Regions from separate parts of the Mus musculus genome. Here region 2 is linked to region 1. Evidence: chromatin contacts called from public promoter capture Hi-C data. All regions are on one chromosome and are shown on one strand. The core of a region is the stretch at or near the end of the contact, and the rest is flanking DNA. Distances in the headings are between cores, read along the strand shown.

Region 1 (3,328 bases), core at 544-3,043:
CACCGAGTGGATATTCTCGGGCAGAGTTGGGGGTGGGGCTCTAACAGGGTTTGGAATGGGAGGAGGGGAGGAAATGGACAGTTCCCTCTAACCCCGCAAGTTTAAGAGGAGCCGCCCCGGGGACATACCCTCTGGCAGTCTACACAGAACTAAAGCACCTCAGTTGGTGATTACTGGGAAAGAGGAAGGTTAAGTCTGGGCTTACACTAAGTGGGGTCTGTGCTATTGAGAGAGGTCTGGGAATGTAAGGTGAGCCGGTCTCAGACCTGGTAGGAGTGTACAAAGGGCCTTGCCAAGGAGTCTGTTGCCCCCTGGTGGTCACTTGATAGCCGGCATTGTTGGAAGCACTGGGAGATGAAGTCTGGTGGGCTGATTCCCAGTTGCAGGCTCTCCTACAATAGAGTGCTGACATTCCTCAGGCATACCTGCAACTCTGATACTGAGTTCTAGAGTTCCCACCCAGGCTAAGGGAAGTGAGCCAAGACAGCAGGATGAAGAAAGAGTGTCTCCTGACAGTCATTTCCTGACACAGGCTAATGAGTTTCAGAGAGACAGAATTAACATGTGCTCTGAACCTGGGCCATGTGCCCTTCGTGTCTCAAGAACCCTATCTAGTGTACAGCCCACCTGCCCGAAGCAGCCAATCATTACCATGTTTGATGTTCACGGTAAAATAGCTATAATGACTTTCCTGCCCTCTCTACTTTGAAGACTTTTGAGTAGCTAGCTGCTTTTTCTTACCAGCCTGTCTACAGCATTGGGACATTTGTCTTGTGGATGACATTCAAGATCACATGTTACCCCATGGCTGCTGGCTTTTTCCAAAGTCATCTTATATGCTCTTTGGGTGATCAACTTTCCATAAAGCAATCTTGTCAGAAGTACTAATATAGTCCTTGGCCCAGCCTGTCTGGCATCAAGATTTATAAACAGCCAAGTTTACAAGCATAGTGGCCTTCCTCACTTCCAGCATAGATCTGGGCGTCTCAGGAGGTGCCCTCAGTACAGTGCTTTGAGATTCATAGGTCATCAGATCCTAGCTCAAGATTGAACCTGTATTGAAGGAGCTTACCCTTGACTTGGGAGTTACCTAAGTTATATTAACTTAGTAGAAACTCCCAGCAACCACAGCCAGGGCTGTGAAGTAGAAGCTTTGAAAAGAGGTGTTCCCTGGAGTGAACTTCCGGAGGCCAAGGCTTTCATTTGGTTCACTCAGTGTTTCCATAATAAAGGTTGGATGGAGGGATGGTCGTCCCTATGCTCAGAGAATCCCTGATGGGTGGCTGAGTGAAGACACTTAAATTTGCATTCTCCAGAGATTGTTCAGAGCATCTTTTGTTTATCCATAGCTTCCTCAGCTGTTAAGACCTGAGCAAGCGGCCAGACTTGAGAAGGTTCTGAGGGAAGGTGGCGAGAGTAAGACTGGTTCAGTTAGTAAGAGGCCGACATTGCTGTGCGGATCCTCTCTAAAATGCACAAACACTATTCAGTCCCGCTTTGGCTTCCTGGGCTTCTGGAGCAGGCAAACAGGCTGACTTTCCCGGTGCTTGGAGCCCGCCTTCACCCCTGCGCCTTCCCTTCCCTCCCTGTCGGCCAGGATACCTTGGGGTATTGGTTGGTTGTTGCTTGATCACCTTCAGGAGTTCCCCTTCATTGGAAGCAGGAATGTGTGTTGTGGGCCCAACCCAGCTGGGGGGGGGGGAGGCGGCGGGGGAGGCGTGCATGTTACCAAGGAGACGGGGCGGGGCAGGCCTCCGCCCTCCAAATCTGGAGCGCACGCGCCCACAGCCACGGTCACGTCCCGCCGCGAAAGGGGCGGAGCGAGCGCGAGGGGCAAGCGCACACAGGCTCCACGACTGAGCCCCTATCTTCCTCCGGCGCCCGTCCGCGTCCGTGGGGCCGCCGCTGAGGTGAGGGCGGGGCCAGAGGCGAGGCGTTCCCGACGGGGTGTCTGCCGGGGCTCCCCCTCATCCCCTCCCGCCTGCTCCCCGCGGCCTGAGCCGCCCTCTGCCCCGCGTCTGACTCACTGCTGGCCCAGCCTGCTTCCCGGGCCTGAAAGCGACGGGGAGGCGGTCCTGACCTCTCGGCGCGGATCCTGCCTCGGTGCTGGGTGCGGGAACGTCCGGGGTCCGTGGGACTAGAGGGGAACGGGCGGGGCCCTCACCTTTCAGCAGCGCTGCCTGTGGCCGCGCGTCGCGTCGCCGCTCCAAACTTTAGCGTGTCTGAAGTTGCAGAGGTGCAGGAGGCCGTGAAGCGAGCCGGGGCGGCAGGAAGCCGACAGCACGAAGCGGCGACCCCAAGGCCCCCCGGCTGCTAGCACCCAAGTTCGCCGGCGCAGGTCCCTTTAAGGGCCCGGCCCTCCGCAGAGCGCACGTGAGCGGCCTCCGGAAGCCTGCGCCTAGTCCCTACTCCGACGCTTGCGGGCCAAGGAAGTCATCTCTACCCTGCACCTCTGACATTAGTGGAAACTGAGGCCCAAGAGAGGGCACACGCTGCCCAAGGTCAGCAGCAGGGGTTGCGTTGGCGCCAAGTGTGGTAGTCGGGCCCAGTGAAGATCATAGGCATGACGTTGTGAAGCTGGACTTGGCCTGACTCCCCCCCCCCCCCCGCGCGATCTGAGGGTGGGGTTGGCGCGTTTGTAGACGGGTCCCCGTTCTGTGGGCTTTCCCTGGAACAGGGTTACTCAGGGCCTGCTTTGCTCACTGCCTGTGTCTAGGGCTGGGATGACTGTTCCTTTCTGCCCCCCTAGCGCCGGAGTACTGGAGCCCTGCTGGACTGGATGCTATGAGTTGCTAAAAGTGAGCCTGACTTTTTCGGTGAGCCTTCCCATCCCCTGTCCTCGCCTTTCTCTATTGGGTGTGGGGAAATTTGCCTTACTTCTTCCTTGGCTGACCAAAGCTCTGGGGATGGGCAGAAACATAGCCCCCTTTTTCTGAACAGTTTGCGAAGTGGAAGGAAGAGACAGGTTGGGAGCTAAGTTCCCTTAAACAGAAGTGTGTGGCAGTGCTTGTCACTCCCAAGACAGGCTATGGCCTAGATATTGAGAGCTTCTAGCCTTGAGATAAGCGAGGGCCAAAAGATGAAGTGCCTTTTTGGAAACCAGAGGAGGGAAAAACTGTCAGTGAACGGCGGTTAGACTGTTGGGTTCCCATGGCCTGTGTTTTGGTCCAGGTGGCTCAGTGTAATACCTATGTGACCTTGGGCAAGCATCTTGACCTCCAACCACTTATTTCCTGATGTGTACCTACCTTCTTAGATTCTCCTTGAGGATTAGTGAAATAGCTGAGTTTCAGGGTTCAGACAGTGCCTAGCCTATATCAAGAATGAG
Region 2 (3,328 bases), core at 322-2,821, 3.7 Mb before region 1:
AAGACAAGGTTTCTCTGTGTAGCCCTGGCTGTCCTGGAACTCACTCTGTAGACCAGGCTGGCCTCGAACTCAGAAATCCACCTGCCTCTGCCTCCCAAGTGCTGGGATTAAAGGCATGCGCCACCACCGCCTGGCTAAACTTCATTTTAAAAATTATTGTATGTGTATAGGAGTTTTGCTTGGCACATATGTATGTCTGTGTACCACATGTGTGCAGTGCCCACAGAACCCAGAAGAAGACTAAAGGTCTGGAACTGGAGTTATAGACTGCTGGGAACTGCCATGTAGATGCTGAAAATCAAAGCCAGGTCCTCTGGAAGAGCAGCCAGTGTTCTTAACAACCAACCCACCTCTCTAGACCCTAACATACTTTTAGTATGGAAATGTCTGTTACTTCTACAAAGAGGACGTGGGCCCTACCTGGGTCGGGGAAACCCGTCTTGTGAATCCAGAGTCTTTATTCTCGGGCTCTACATTGCCTCTAAATGCATCTGTCCTCATCTTCACACAAACTAGACCTGAAGTCTTGCGCTCCCTTCTACATGTTCCTCCCAATTTCCTCATGTCAGGTAACAGCCTGTCAGCTATCCACCTAAACCAGGCAGAAACTTGGAAATCAACTTTGATCTCATTCCCTAACATGTACCCACCCCAACTTAGGATACTTTTTTTTCAAAATAGTTCTCAGATGTTCCTCAAAGTGCATTATCTACCCACTTTTTTTTTTAAAGCCTTTTTCACCCAAAGCCACAATCACCGGTCTCCTAGAAGACTACAAAAGGTCACTCACTACTTTCTCCGTTTCCTTATTTTTAAAATTTGTTTGAGACAACGTATTGTTATGTTGCCCAGTCCAGCCTTGAAATGACCTAGTCTCTTCCCTCAATCTCCGGGGTGTCTCCATTATTTATGTCTAAAATTTAACAATACACACAACACAGCTTTAAAATTCCTGTTTCACAGGTGTCTCCAGAGACAAATGCTCGTCGCTGTATAGTTCCTTCCAGAGTCGCAGTCTTCTTAGGTGTTAACTTGGCTGTTCAATGTATCCTACTAAAAATCAAGAACTCCTCAGGCTGCAGAGGGTGGTGGTGTGGAGCAGTGTTCCTGCCCCCTCAACCGCGGACAGAAGGAATCCCTTGGCACTTTTAGCCTGAGTTCCATCCCGCCATACAGTTTGCATAGCTCATGGCTGTCTTCACAACCCCTCTCCCTAACATCACACTAGTCGTTCTCTATGCAGCACTAGTCCCCATCCTTCACCGCTCTCAAGATTTGGGAATTACAAATTCATGGGTGAGTTTTTGAAGGGCCCCCCCGGGAGGAAGAAGAACGTTACGCAAACCAGAAAATCCCAGCAAAGCCTCAAGCTTAGTGGAGGAGATCACTATTCCCAGAAGCCCCTTCACCGTGGATTGGGTCGTCTCTCCACCCAAGACCCTTCGCGCGAGAAGACCGAGCATGCGCGAAGAGGTGTGCGCATGTGCAAAAAGACTACCGGGGTGGGGGGGCCGGACTGCACCTCCCAACAGGCTGCGGGGGGAGTGCGTCACTCCGCGTGACGAGCAGCTTCCGGCGTGGAGGGGCGGGGTTGCGCGCGCGGCTGAAGCAGCTGCTGGACCTGGGAGGGGAGCGGCCCTAGGGCCGCTAGGCGCTACCCGCGATGGAGGCCGTGCCCCGGATGCCCATGATCTGGCTGGACCTGAAGGAGGCCGGTGACTTTCACTTCCAGTCTGCGGTGAAGAAGGTGAGCACACCTTCGCCGCGCATCTCCGTCGTCTGCCCGCGCGTGACGCCCCCCCTGCGCGCCTGTCCCTCCCCGGGTTCCGTCACAGGTCGGGCCAGGCGTTTTCCCTTAGGATGGCCCACCCCTCCCCGGCCGGCACATCATCGTTTTCTCCGACTGGCAGTGCATCATTATGGGGACCCTCTTCCGGACTTCTGTCCCAGACCACCCGCGTTTCTACCGAGGTTCAGCGCTTCCTTGCGATGACGCTCCTGGACCCAGCTCTGCCCTGTTCCTCCATGTCCAGGGAGCCCCCGCGGGGAGCGATGGCGGTCCAGGGTCTACGGAGTCCATGCTAGGCCCGGGCCTTGGTGGCCTCCCAGTTCAAGACTGGACTAGGAAAGAATGTGTGTTTAAGACCGGAGCCCGAGTGGTCCATAGGAATGTCTGGCTCTTAGAGTGTGTGACTGAGTGTGTGTCTGTGTGCAGTTGGATGTCTGACCCTCCAATTCTCTATGGTCTCCTGACAAAATTTCTGTTCCAAAGTTCCTTTGAACCAAAAAGACAGTTTCTTGTTGATGATTAGAGGGCTTGAATCACGCTAGGGCTCTTGGCATCCTATGAGTCATTGTGCTGGCTAGAGCAGTCGTTTGGAGCTCACTGAGGCAAGGGGTTTCCGTGGTGAGATCAGGTGTGGTGATGTGGAACTGGGTAACCTCCGAGAGGGCCGTAGCAGCAGTGGGCAGGTGGGGAGCTGGGAGGAGTCTTGGGGATTTAGCACAGCAGCGGTTGGAGTAGACAGTCTAGAATCCTTTACCACTCCGTGGTATTTAGGGAAAGGAGGAGAAAGAAAATGGGTTTGGAAGTAGTTTCCGATGGACTTGCCTCCTGGATTCTCTTCATATCACCACTTCCTCTGATCAGGCCCTACTTGCTTGAGGATAGGGTGAGGTGCATTCAGGTGCCGGGTGTGTGGATGTGGTGGTGGTCCAAGCTGTGAGTATCAGACCCAGACAGAGCCTGGCACAAGAAGCTAGGCAGGTGCTCTTCCACAGAGATATATGCCCCCAGCCCAGACTCCTTTCCCCACCTGTAAGACCAGCGTAGTAAGCCAATTGATCTAAATTTACAGACTTTTGTTAATTCTTTACCATCTTCTCTTTTTTTGTTTGTTTGTTTGTTTGGCTGTCCTGGAACTCACTTTGTTTGAGGCCTCTCAGAGATCCGCCTGCCTCTGCCTCCCAAGTGCTGGGATTAAAGGCGTACACCACCACCGCCCACCACCTGGCTACCATCTTCTGTTTAATATTATGAGGTGAATTTTTCTAAAATGTATCAAAATTGAGGAAGATAAAGACATAGTATATTGGGCCCTGGTTATACAGAGTCTTACAGAGTAAAGCCAGTATTTTTAGTTTCCCATTCAGGATTCTCTCTGACATAGCCTAATTCTTTGATCTTTTGTCTCACTCCTGTTGTAATATGTTATATGTTTGATCTGTGTTTCTGTGATTTAGGTATTCTACATTCTGTTCATAATTATTACTTCTTCTTTCCTTAATAGGCTTTTCTCCATGTTGTACTTTTGATTGTGGAAATTAT

The links. Promoter capture Hi-C pulls out the DNA fragments that hold promoters and counts their contacts.
Region 2: a contact with region 1 is called in a promoter capture Hi-C map of liver, with 2.8 times the contacts expected there. The contact joins the promoter of Ptpn23 here to the promoter of Tex264 in region 1. A contact is called at or near these places in 2 of 39 promoter capture datasets (liver and pre-B cells).

The regions. Positions count from the first base shown.
Region 1 is chr9:106,684,417-106,687,744 of GRCm38.p6, reverse strand. Tex264 (testis expressed gene 264) reads left to right here and starts at 1,793. Exons shown (of 6, transcript NM_001081654.2): 1 at 1,793-1,910; 2 at 2,750-2,816.
Region 2 is chr9:110,406,453-110,409,780 of GRCm38.p6, reverse strand. Ptpn23 (protein tyrosine phosphatase, non-receptor type 23) reads left to right here and starts at 1,571. Exons shown (of 25, transcript NM_001081043.1): 1 at 1,571-1,747. The coding sequence starts at 1,664.